2 separate regions of the Mus musculus genome follow, and region 2 is linked to region 1. The links are chromatin contacts, called in public HiChIP or PLAC-seq maps. All regions are on one chromosome and are shown on one strand. The core of a region is the stretch at or near the end of the contact, and the rest is flanking DNA. Distances in the headings are between cores, read along the strand shown. Region 1 has its middle 20 kb from the start of Gm43868. Region 2 holds the start of Creld1 (cysteine-rich with EGF-like domains 1).

The links. HiChIP or PLAC-seq counts read pairs in DNA pulled down with a chosen protein or histone mark.
Region 2: a contact with region 1 is called in an HNF4G HiChIP or PLAC-seq map of pancreatic cancer cells. The contact joins the promoter of Creld1 here to the enhancer-like site in region 1. A contact is called at or near these places in 3 of 39 promoter capture datasets (cranial neural crest, neural stem cells and pre-B cells), 3 of 484 Hi-C or Micro-C datasets (CD4 T cells, the G1E-ER4 cell line and uterus), 2 of 115 datasets of contacts at active chromatin or transcription factors (large pre-B cells and pancreatic cancer cells) and 1 of 9 other capture datasets (pancreatic islet).

The regions. Positions count from the first base shown.
Region 1 is chr6:113,022,888-113,029,327 of GRCm38.p6, forward strand. No RefSeq gene overlaps it. Among named protein-coding and RNA genes, the nearest start is that of Gm43868, 20 kb to the right of the region's middle. Within about 2 kb of position 2,099, at least 80 of the 459 cell types and tissues checked have an H3K27ac peak or open chromatin away from gene starts, as enhancers often do. A contact at or near this core is called in neural stem cells and pancreatic cancer cells, where this site is marked.
Region 2 is chr6:113,479,501-113,485,703 of GRCm38.p6, forward strand. Creld1 (cysteine-rich with EGF-like domains 1) reads left to right here and starts at 3,856. Exons shown (of 10, transcript NM_133930.2): 1 at 3,856-4,576; 2 at 4,995-5,077. The coding sequence starts at 4,403. Il17rc (interleukin 17 receptor C) reads left to right here. Exons shown (of 18, transcript NM_178942.1): 13 at 630-675; 14 at 806-927; 15 at 1,258-1,317; 16 at 1,684-1,735; 17 at 2,783-2,878; 18 at 2,997-3,663. The coding sequence ends at 3,619.

The DNA of each region.
Region 1 (6,440 bases), core at 849-3,348:
TCCTCTATCTCCTATGTCTGTCTCTGAGTCCCTGCCTTCTGTCCTTCTGGGACAAAGAAATCTCCTTTGTGCTGAGAATTTGGTCTTGGACCAGGTCCTGAGTCAATATTTTTTCTTTCACTTTCCACTATTTTACTAGTTGCTTAGATAGTTTTTCTGTATTAATTGATATTACTACCTTCATTTGGAAGGTTTACTGGAACCTAGGCTTTTTTTATGGTGTTATCTATTTGTTTGTTTATTAATTACTGAAACACTGTAGGCAAGGGTGACTTCCTACTTGCATTGTAGCCATGGATGACTGTGAACTCCTGAACCTCCTGCCTTTACTTCCCAAGTGCTGGTATTCCAGGAGTGTACCACTATATCCATTTTATGCTGGGCTAGGGATAAAACCTAGGGTTTCTAGTATGCTACACAGACACTCTGCCAACTGAGCTACAATCCCAGACCTATGTATAAATAAATCTCTGATCTTTTTTTTTTTTTTTTTTAAAGATTTATTTATTTATTATATGTAAGTACACTGTAGCTGTCTTCAGACACCAGAAGAGGGAGTCAGATCTCATTACAGATGGTTGTGAGCCACCATGTGGTTGCTGGGATTTGAACTCTGGACCTTCGGAAGAGCAGTCGGGTGCTCTTACCCACTGAGCCATCTCACCAGCCCTAAATCTCTGATCTTAAAAGATTACTTTTTAACAGAAAGCATTGCTTTGAACTGACTCAATGGTTAAAGGCACATGCCATCAAGCCTGGCCACCAATTGGTAGCTACTATGCAGAGTAATGCTTTCAGCTACTCCTTTAATGTGCATAAGATCAGGTTTTCCTCAGTCCACAGAGTGACCTGGGCCCCTGATCCTTGTAAACAGAGCCTCTCAAGGTGAGACCCCAAGACCAGCAGCACCTGAGAACTGTTAGAAATGCAAATTATTGGGCCCCACCCCAAATCTATTGATATAGACAACTGAGGACGGGGTTCAGGCATCAGGACTACCTGGGCTGATTCTAAACTATGTTTATCTCCTGGAAACACTTGGAGAACTTAGTCGATTACCAATGCCAGAGCCCCACTCTCAGAGAATCTGACTTACATACCCTGGGTGCTGCAATCCCTGCAAGATCTTAAGTGCTCTGCAATTGACTCTAAGCTGCAGTGATTGGACTTCACTTGGACCTTGAGTTCAAGGTTGAATGCAAGGAAGTTAGGAAGCTAGGGATGTCCCAGGGGGAAAGTACAGAGAGATTTAAAGGCTAGGAAACACCCAACTCCCCATCCCATCCCCGTGCCCCAGTGCTGTGAATCTAACTCAAGGCCTCCCACAGGCTACTCAAGGCCTGAGTTACATCCCAGCCAGAGATTCATTCTTGCAACAGCTCATTTCCAGTTATCTTCCATAGGGCACAGTGGAAGTTACATCTTGATAAATCCATCTTAAGGTCAAACAATCACAAGCCTAATTCTCATAAACCTGAGACAGTCTATGTGTGTATACACACTCACAAGAATTAGCTTGCATGATCACCAAGGGTCAGGATCTGCAAGGTGAGGGCCAGGGAGATGGCTCAGCATGCAAGACTAATGACCTGAGTATAATCTTAGAATCCTTATAAAGATGGAAGCAGAGAACCGCTCCACACAGCTGTCCTCAAACTTCCACATGCATGCTGTAGCATGCACACCTGCACCAAAAAAAACAAAAAACAAAAAAAAAAAAAAAACCGCACAATAATGATAAATAATAAAAGATCTGTATGGGGAGTTGGAGGCCCAAGAAAAAAAGATGTTCAGAGAGAAAAAAAAAAAGAAGAAAAAAAAAATCCCAGTCCAAAGGTAGCCAGGCAAGTAAAGTCGTCTGTTAGTCTCTTTGTTCAGTTTAGGTAGAAGGATATGATTTACTACGTAGACCAGTTTCAATGCTAATAATATCTAGAAACATACCTCAAATAACGGCTGAACAAATATTTAGGCATTCCATGGCCCAGTCAAGCTGACACATAAAATTAATCATCACAGGGAGTATGGCCTTGGATTGGTGGACCAGGGTTTCCCAAACGCTGTGCATGAGGATCTAGGCCAGTGAAATTCTCTACCGAAAAGGCCTCTGTGAAAGCACAAGTCTTGAGGAAGGCTGTGTAATAAGGCACATTAACATATCAAAGCTATGAATCATCCCTCGGGAAAGAAGTGACTCACAACTTTCTCAGCGTTAGCGTTTGATCCCAGCATCTGTTTTTTACTTAACACCTATTCATTTCCCACGGAACTAAAGTGTTGCACAGCACATATTGGGAAATGCTATGCCAAGCCATGAGAAGATAACACAGACTTGGAACGTGGGTTGGAGCATGATGTTTTAGAGGAATCTGACGGTAGTCTACGGTGATATTAAAGAGTCTAGATACAAAGAGCCCAGCCGTATCTGAAGTGATAGAGGCTGTTCTTAAGTGGGAAGGGGGGAGAAAAGGAATATGATGAGATATGTAATGGAAAAGTATTTGAATATATAGTTCATAAAGAGAAAAGAATAATAGAAAATCCCAAACTTTGGAGCCTATGAAATGAAAGAATAAATAGCCACAGATGGGGGTGGGGAAGGAAAGAAAATCTGGTTTGGGGACAAAGGCATGGCATATTAGGCTAGGGGTGTAGCTTAGTGGTGGAGTATGTGCCTATCTGAGGGAGGCCCTGAATTTGACCCCAACATCCCCAACATACATGCACAGCTGCACACATGCACACATACAAGATATGTTCAATTTTTGATGTGCAGTTTTAGGGTCACAGTAGACAGGGGGCTATAAGAAATGCAGCAGTTATCTGAATTCTGAGATTTTGTCTGTAAGACATTGAAATGATTCACCAGCTTAGGACTCATCAGCACAGAGTCAGAAACTAAGTCACCTTTACCCTCTTTCCTTCAACCAGAACAATCCCTTCTCTTTTGAAAAGGCCATGCTTTTTAAGCCAGTCTCGGGGCCTCTTGTGAATTGTACAAAGAAGCTTTCTAATACATCCCTGTGTACTGTGGCAGTAGGAAGCACTACCCTTCAATGAAGGAAGCCTCCGGCTCCATGTATGCAGCCCATGTTGATTGTGGACAGAAACATTAACTCTTCCTGTTGCGTGTAAAAACAGAACATTCACTTCGGGAAACCTCAAAGCTCTGGGTACCTAAAACCATCAGCTTTCAGATGGACTTTATAAACTAAAACAAAGCCTTGCCACCTTCTCAATGGACTAATAAGGACATGCAGGGCGTCACTCTCAATCAGTTCAGTGAGTCCTCCCCGTGTGCCTTCTGTGTGCATGGCCATAGTGGTCCAAGGCCTTTCCCCTCCTCCATTCTGCTCTGTCTGAATCCGAGCTGTGCCCTGCTTCCCCACCAGCTGTCTGAATTCTGATCAACTTGTTTAATTACTTTGGGCCTTGGCTTCCTTATTTATGAAAATGTCTTTTTTATTATTTATGTATGCATTTCTGCAACAAATGCTCCTGAGCTCCTACCTCGAGCCCCTACTTATGCTAGGCAGGGTGACCTCTCACAGTGGCAAAAGATAATCCCTGTAGCCATGGAGATTAAATCTCACTTAATTCGGTGGGGCAGTGCTGGTGCACACCTTTACTGTTAGCACTCAGGAGGCAAAAGCAGGGACATCTCTGATAGTTAGAAGCCTATCTGGTCTACAGAGCAAATTCCGGGGGAGCCAGGGCTACACAGAGAAATCTTATCTCAAAAGACAAAACAAAACAAAACAAAATACCTTCCCCCCTAAAAAATAATAGCTCACTGGATTCTCTTTTTTTTTTTTTTTTTTTTTTTTTTGGTTTTTTCAAGACAGGGTTTCTCTGTATAGCCCTGGCTGTCCTGGAGCTCACTTTGTAGACCAGGCTGGCCTCGAACTCAGAAATCCGCCTGCCTCTGCCTCCCGAGTGCTGGGATTAAAGGCGTGCACCACCACACCCGGCTAGTTCACTGGATTCTTAAGAAGAAGAAGAGATACTTTGTACAAATTATAAGGCAGGATCCCAGCACTCGGGAGGCAGAGGCAGGCGGATTTCTGAGTTCGAGGCCAGCCTGGTCTACAAAGTGAGCTCCAGGACAGCCAGGGCTATACAGAGAAACCCTGTCTCGAAAAACCAAAAAGACCAAAAAAAAAAAAAAAAAAATTATAAAGCACGATGTTTCATGTGTAGAAGGCACTCAATAAATGCTGTTTTCCTTATTTTTGATAAATCAAAGCACAGAGATCCAAGTGTTTGTGGAAGCCAACATGAGCCTGAGAAGCAGTAAAACTGTGCGGACAAACATGTGTAGTGGCCACGTCCTCACCAAAGGACAATAGGCCACTCAACACCAGCCCACTGTCACAGGAACAGACATGGATCTAGGATTTTTTTCAATTTTAAAGAAAAGCAGGGGAGGGGGAAATCCCTATTTTAGATGTTTCAAGCCTAGTGTGGGCCAAATACAATCTCTCTGATTTGCAGCTGACCCAGAGAAGACGGTGTCCTCAAGGAACTCTGGGTTTTCATTCTCTCGGAGACATTATGTTGAAAAGGTAATGGACCCTTGAGTGAAATCCTATTTCACTCCAGCTCAGTCTCAATCAATCAGCCTAAGTCTCTTCACGCTCCACTGAAACAGGAACCTGGAGTGACAGGGTCATTATCACCAGAGGAAAGGGAAATCTCACCACGGGTCATCAGCTTGCATTGTGTAAATGACTATAAGGGATAGATGGGAGCAAACAATGGAAGGGGGCACAGCAGAGAGCAGCAAAGCACAAGCAGGTCAAGAATCCAATCATGCTGATTGGATTTGAAGGAATCCACTGAGAGACAGCCACATATATAGCCAAGCACTCAGGTGGTGCCTGTAAGGTGGTCCTCCACCAGGGTGACACTCATTGCTTTCATCATCTCTTTCCACTTTATGGATTTAATATCTGGTTCCATCCTTTAAAAGAGCTCATGATTCCCCTCTGTCCTCGCTTCCTCCTCCTGCTTCAGAGCAGGGCAGATGGAAATTCCATAATAAACAACGGCAGATGTGAGAAGACAGGGATATTTGTGTTGCTTCAGTGTGGAGCCCTAAATGAAGCTAACTTAACAGACAAGAATGTAGCAGCCTCATCCCTTCTAGAAGCATCTAAGCATTCCTAATGCTTTCATTTGGCTTCATAGAAACCCAGTAAGTATACTTCTGTGCTCGTACAACCTGCTTCAAAGTTTTCTTTGTATTTAGCCCACGTAAGATTAACTGGATATTCTATAAGACCATGTCAGCTTGTAGACCCTAGCGTCATTCACCTCTCCCAGATTCTATCAAGTGACTCGAGATAGTACATGTTTCTCATATACTGGGAGAGTATGGGACAATAACACTGGCACCCATTCCTTGGCATGCATGAGACACATGAGTCCTATAAAAGAGGTGCTGAACTCAGTTCATGATTGGAAGGTGACCGTATGTGACCGTAGGTGATAGATTGAGAAATTCTTCAAAAAGAAAAAGTCTAGGCTGTCAGAAGCATCAAAGGGACCACCATGAATGAAAAAGTTTTGCAAATGAATGTCTCATTCAGACTGGGCTGCCATAACCAAGCACCATAGATCAAATGGATTAAGTGAGAGAAAATTGTTTTCTCACAATTCTGGAGATTAGTTTTTTTGTAAGGGCTCTCTTCTAGCTTGCAAAGGACTAGTGAAGATAGATAGGTAGATAGATAGATAGATAGATAGATAGATAGATAGATAGATAGATAGATAGATAGATGATAGATAGACAGACAGACAGACAGACAGACAGACAGACAGAGAGAATAGGAATCATTGACTTAAAGCAGGAGTTATATAGGGTTAGAGACCCACACAATTAGTACCTCATTTCATGTCACTTAACAATTACTTTCTTAAAAATCCCACTGTCTCCAGAGAGAGTCACATTGGGGGTTAGGACTTCACCATATGAATGGGAACATGGAGGGAGACAGACAGGTCATAGTAGTGAACTAGTCAGAGCAGCATGCTGTAGATGCTAAAGGGACATTGCCTGGTTATTCCACAACCCAGTACAACTCCCCCACACTCCCCCCAAGTTCAAGTGTTCTTTAACTCTATGGAAGAAAAGCCTAAAGCAGGAAGCTGTGTCACTAGGGCTCAGAGCTCAGCTACAAGAACATACCCATGAGAAAGTGTCTTTCAGATGCTTGAGAGCATGAAGGAGATTGGAGGTGGTCTTCTGAGGGAAGAGGCTGCTACCAACACAGGCTGTAGCCAATGAGCTGTGTGCTGATCAGCATGTAGAGGAGGCTAACAGACAGTGTGGTCAGAGAGTGATGATGGGCAGTCTGGAAATCGTGGCCCAGTGAAAGCTGAGAATGACAGTGGAAGCGAATGGAGCACTATGCCTGTAGTCAAGGGGAATCTCAAAT
Region 2 (6,203 bases), core at 2,606-5,105, 460 kb after region 1:
GGCTCATGCCTACATTCCCAGCACTTGGGAGACTGAGGCAGGAGGATATGTGGGCTCCCCTGGGTTTGAGGCCACCTGGTCTGAGCTAGTCAGTGAGTACCAGGCCAGCCTAGGCTACAGCACGATACTGTTTCGAGACAAATATTGAGTATCGACTATGTGCCGGTCGCTTTGAGATTGAGCTGTCCATGAGCAAAGCTGGCAAATGTCCCTGTCCTCACAGAACCTATTTCTCATCAAGGAAAGCGAACAGTGTGCTTTAAGGACGCATGTTAACGTGCAATCACATGCTATGGGAAGAGGCGAAGGAACGGAGGCTGTGATCCTCAGTGGGTGACTAGGTGAGGGAGAGAGTCTCCTGTTTGAGGTGTCAGATGTGGAGATGTTTTAAGTGCAGACAGAGCTTAAGGTTGTAAATTCAGTCAGCACAGGCGTCCTCCCTCCCAAAGCCTGGTCTGAGAAATGGGTGACTCCTAATCCTGCAGCCTGAACTCAGCTCTGCCGAACCTCAGGTCCAGAGTGCAGAGCCGGCCTGATGGTCTTCCTCTTGCCTGCACCCTCCCTCTTGGACTTCCTGACCCTGGCTCTTGCTTTTCCTAGCGCTCCTAACTCTGGCTCCTTCTAAGCAGGTGAGCACCTGGGAGAAGGTTCAGCTGCAAGCGTGCTTGTGGGCTGGTGAGTGGGGCAGGGCCACTGCCATGGGGGGCACCTTGGAGGAGCTGCCTCCCGGGGGGTAAAGGTCGGGGGATGGGAGGAAGGCAAAGCCCAAGTGGGTCTTACTAGAGTGGCCTCTCCCTCCTCCCAGACTCCTTGGGGCCCTTCAAGGATGATATGCTGTTAGTGGAGATGAAAACCGGCCTCAACAACACATCAGTCTGTGCCTTGGAACCCAGTGGCTGTACACCACTGCCCAGCATGGCCTCCACGGTGAGGACGAAGGAACCGTCGCTAGATGCTTCCAGACGCATCTCATGCACGGCCTCATATTCTTACTTCTCTTCTCAGTCACTGTATCCCACCTTACTTTACTCTATCATTCTCTGCCAGGGCCAGTACTGCTTCTGGGAATACAGTGCGGGGGGGGGGGGGGTTGGGGGGGCGACGTATTCGCGTGCCCTTGCTTGTGTGTACGCACACACATTCCTTCTCAGTGGCTTTGTAAGTCTCTTAGCTCCTCTTGACAAACAGCCCTGCTCTACTGCAGCACCTTACATGCTGCCCCGGGTGACAGCCCCTCCCACTCCTTTGCCTTGGCAGAGAGCTGCTCGCCTGGGAGAGGAGTTGCTGCAAGACTTCCGATCACACCAGTGTATGCAGGTGAGTTGGTGACAGAACTTGCCCTGGTGCCTGCGTGTGTCTGCTTGCTCTCTGACTAGCCTAGGTAGGTAAAGGGTAGGCGATATCATGCCTGTCCCACAGGTGCTCACTCTGACTAGAGCCCAGTTAAATGATACACACCCCCAGTCAGTGCTAGGTTCTAGAAAGAGCTTTGAGGAAGAATCTGGCAAGGCCCCATTTGGCACAGAGGTCAGCTTGGGCACAGTTTGAGCAAAAGCAGAGGTATCCACTGGGGCCTGCCCTGGGCAAGGAAGTATGCATCGCTGAGGCTAGGAATGTGAATAAGCTGGCCAGAAATGATTCGCCGTTGAACACCAAGCCAGGGACTGTGGTTGTGTCTTACAGCTGTGGAACGATGACAACATGGGATCGCTATGGGCCTGCCCCATGGACAAGTGTGAGTACGAGGGGAACTGTTCTTCTTGTGTGCCAGCAGCTGACTCTGACAGGGACCTCAGTGCTGAGGCAACATGTGATGCTTCGCCAGGCTCAAATAAGTCACAGCAGCATTCCTTTCAACCAGTCAAAAACCACAGAGAGGGAGAAAGATGGCTCAGCTGGTAAAGACATTTGCCACCAAATCTGAAAAAAAACCTGAGTTCCCTGAGACCAACATGAATGGACTCTCTTGAGTTGTCCTCTGACCTTCACACAAGCTCTATGGCATGTGTGCCCCTCAAGGGTGGGGTTGGAGGAGGGACAGGGATAAAAACACACTTTTAGGGATCCCAGAATCACTAAAAAGACATAGCCTGCCCACAGCAACAGAAATCTAAAAGGACAGGGCCAGTATGAGCTGTTGACTGTTTGCGATCTTACAGTAATAGTTATGGGTTCAGTGCAGTGAATGAGCGCAGCCAGGACCTGGTTTAGGTGGATGAAGGGTTCAGGGGAAAGGTCCTAGACACACCGGGAAGCCTCTGCTAGTTGAGAGGAGTCAAGCTGCAGTTTTAAGACTGTGAAGTACATTTTTGAGAGTTTCCAAAGCTGTCAGTGTGGTTAGAGGGTCTTGGGAAGAAGATGGGAGGCCCAATAGGGTGTAGGATTTTATGTCCCCAGCAACACCAGCTCCCTCAAGGGCTAGAATAAACCTATTTTAAACAGATCTTGGTGGTTCCCCATAGAGTGAATGGACTGTAAGCGGAAAGATAGGGGCTATTGCAATCATGCAAGACAGCAAAATTAAGGGCCTGTAACCCTAGGCTTCAGGGGCAATATCAGCTGCAATCTGAATGCACTTGATGCTGTTGTCCATATTTACAGGCATGGAAACGGAGGCAGGTCACAGAGACACATGGAGCTTTTTCAGTGCGTGGGCTCTGACAAATGCGACTTTGGGGCAGATCACTTCATGTATATAGACTCATTTTTTTTCTCCTCCGATAAGGTGGAGTAAAAGATAAAGGTTTCTTACTAGCCCATTATTTTCCCCTGTCTATTCCAGACATCCACAGGCGCTGGGTCCTAGTATGGCTGGCCTGCCTACTCTTGGCTGCGGCGCTTTTCTTCTTCCTCCTTCTAAAAAAGGACCGCAGGAAAGGTGAGTGCTTTCCTGTCCTGGTTTCCCAAGGACAGTCTCAAACAGTGGCGCTGGGGCTCAATTGGGTGGAGGGAAGGCAGGTCCGGGCTCACCCTCACAGGCTCCACTATCCCTGTAGCGGCCCGTGGCTCCCGCACGGCCTTGCTCCTCCACTCCGCCGACGGAGCGGGCTACGAGCGTCTGGTGGGAGCACTGGCGTCCGCGTTGAGCCAGATGCCACTGCGCGTGGCCGTGGACCTGTGGAGCCGCCGCGAGCTGAGCGCGCACGGAGCCCTAGCCTGGTTCCACCACCAGCGACGCCGTATCCTGCAGGAGGGTGGCGTGGTAATCCTTCTCTTCTCGCCCGCGGCCGTGGCGCAGTGTCAGCAGTGGCTGCAGCTCCAGACAGTGGAGCCCGGGCCGCATGACGCCCTCGCCGCCTGGCTCAGCTGCGTGCTACCCGATTTCCTGCAAGGCCGGGCGACCGGCCGCTACGTCGGGGTCTACTTCGACGGGCTGCTGCACCCAGACTCTGTGCCCTCCCCGTTCCGCGTCGCCCCGCTCTTCTCCCTGCCCTCGCAGCTGCCGGCTTTCCTGGATGCACTGCAGGGAGGCTGCTCCACTTCCGCGGGGCGACCCGCGGACCGGGTGGAACGAGTGACCCAGGCGCTGCGGTCCGCCCTGGACAGCTGTACTTCTAGCTCGGAAGCCCCAGGCTGCTGCGAGGAATGGGACCTGGGACCCTGCACTACACTAGAATAAAAGCCGATACAGTATTCCTAACCAAGTAGCACTCGTGTATCTGTTCCGAGGACCCGCTAACAGAGCCTTTAACCCCGCTGCCCTTTAAAGCCCGGACAGGTGCAGCCCGGAGCCGCTTCTGGTTGGCTAGTGTAGGGTGACGCCATGGCACATGGCTTTCCATAATTGGCTGGGAGAAGGCCCCGCCCTCCGGACTGCGGCGTTGAAGAAGGGTGTACTTTTTACGGAGGCGGTGGCTTTGAGGCGACTCGGCCCACAGCGCCCGGGGCGGAGGCGGGGACTTTTTTTTTTTTTTTTTCCCTCCTCCTCTAAGGTCTAGCAGGGTTTGGATCCTCCCAGTCCTGTTTCAGGCTGTGCCTCCATCTCCCAAAGAGGCTCTGAACTTGACCCCTTCTCTTCATATCCGGATCCGGGCTCCTCCTCCAGGACCGCCCATCCGCCTTTCTCTCGGAATATTTTGGGATCCAACCCTCTCTCTAATTTTGGCCCCTAATAACTCACTGAGACCCTAAAACAATGGGCTGACGCTTATTCTTTTGCCCGCGATCCCGGCCACCTCCCCCTACGGTAACGGAGAAATAATTTCTCTGCTGGAATCGTAGATTAGGCTCTTTCACCCCTTCCAGCGCCTCTGCTTCCACTACCCCAGTTTATCCTCGTTTTGTAATTACGTAGGTCTGGGGCTCTGAGCCCCAAGGCGCCTCGCTTTCCTCCCTTACAGCCTGGCTTCTCCAGTGAACCCTCCCCCTGCCCTCTATCTGCACGTCCCCAGCCTGGGAAAAGATGGCTCCACTGCCCCCAAGGGGCCTGGTCCCATCTCTGCTCTGGTGCTTGAGCCTGTTTCTGAGCCTCCCAGGACCTGTCTGGCTCCAACCCTCTCCTCCTCCCCATCCTTCTCCCCGAGCTGAGCCCCATCCGTGTCATACCTGCCGGGCACTGGTGGACAACTTCAACAAGGTGGGTGCACTAATAGCCACGAGGGAGGGGCCCATTATTGGAGAGCAGGGAGCTCTCTCTGCAAATCTGCATGGTGTCTAGTCCCAGTGTGGGTTGCTGGCTTTAACTGTATGGCATTTGGGTAAGGTGTGTCACAGTGCCTCAGTTTTCTGGTCAATAACATAAAATAATGAAATGTTAGAATGTTAGGCCGGGAGTGCCGGCACATTCCTTTAGTCCCAGCACTGGGGAGGCAGAGGCAGGTGGATCTCTGAGTTCCAGGGCATCCTGGTCTACAGACCAAGTTCCAGGACAGCCAGGACTATGCAGAGAAACCTTGTTTCAGAAACAACAACAAAACAAAAAACAAACTAATAAAAAATCCAAATGAATGTGTCTAGCTCTGTACTTAGATATTCCTAATTTCTTCCATATGCAGGGCCTGGAGAGAACCATCCGGGACAACTTCGGGGGTGGAAACACGGCCTGGGAGGAAGAGAAGTTGTCCAAATACAAAGACAGGTAAGAAGGTGGGGGCAGGGTATCTACCCCAACTCTGGGTTTCTGTTGATGATGTTGGATAGATTCTCTGCGGAAGCATTTCGCTCCCCAGATCCTGAACATTTACAGTACAGCAGATAAGGAAACCAAGCCCCATCTTCGAGAAACTTGCTTTTTTAGTAGAGTAGACACAAACAGTACACACAACCTGTCAGGTGAAGAACAAGAATGTGGGTAGACCACAGGTGGGTGGGATGTGTTCAGGATGGTCCGTTTGAACAGTAGGGGGGCCGACCTTCTGTTTCTCCCAAAGGTGGCTGGAGCAGAGTGAGCAGAAGGTTCTAGAGAGGAGTTTAGATGTCCTGAATGGGAGGCCAGAAAGGACACTGGATTTCCTGGAACTGGAGTTAGAGGAATTGGGAGCCACTATGTCTGTGGTGGGAACTGAATAATTGCTGAGCCATCTCTCCAGGTCTTAAGTGAAGAGATCACTCACACTCACAAAGTACAAGAAGCCAGGGGAGCATGGAGGGAGTGGGGAGAGCAGCTAGGGAGTGGGGAGAGGGGCTTCTTTAGTCTAGGTATAAAGGCAGCATGGACTAGCAAGACATTCAGTGGTGCATACAGAGCTAGTTGAAATCTGAGCATCCTTTGGAGATCATCAGTTGACATGATAGATTCCTTATGGAGCACGAGAGAGAGTACTATTGACTGGGTGAGGTGTGCAGGTGTTTTCTTTTTTTTTTTTTTCTTATTTTGGTTTTTCGAGACAGGGTTTCTCTGTGTAGCCCTGGCTGTCCTGGAACTCACTATGTAGACCAGGCTGGCCTCGAACTCAGAAATCCGCCTGCCTCTGCCTCCCAAGTGCTGGGATTACAGGCGTGTGCCCCCACTGCTCAGCTGCAGGTGTTTTCTAACTGCAGAGAGGCCATGAGCAGGGGTGGGGTCAGGCCAGGTCTCTGAACATGGTGGGGTGAGATGTGCCCTGGACACCCAGATAGCTTCCATCTTATTCCAAAGCTCGAGGGACAGGTAGGCCTAGAGACAGGGACTGAAGAGGCCCTCTAGATTGTCAAGGTGACACAAAAGGAGGGGTCGTGAAGAGTCCCAGTTTAGGCCGCTGGTGGGGTCTTGCTGTTTTCACGAA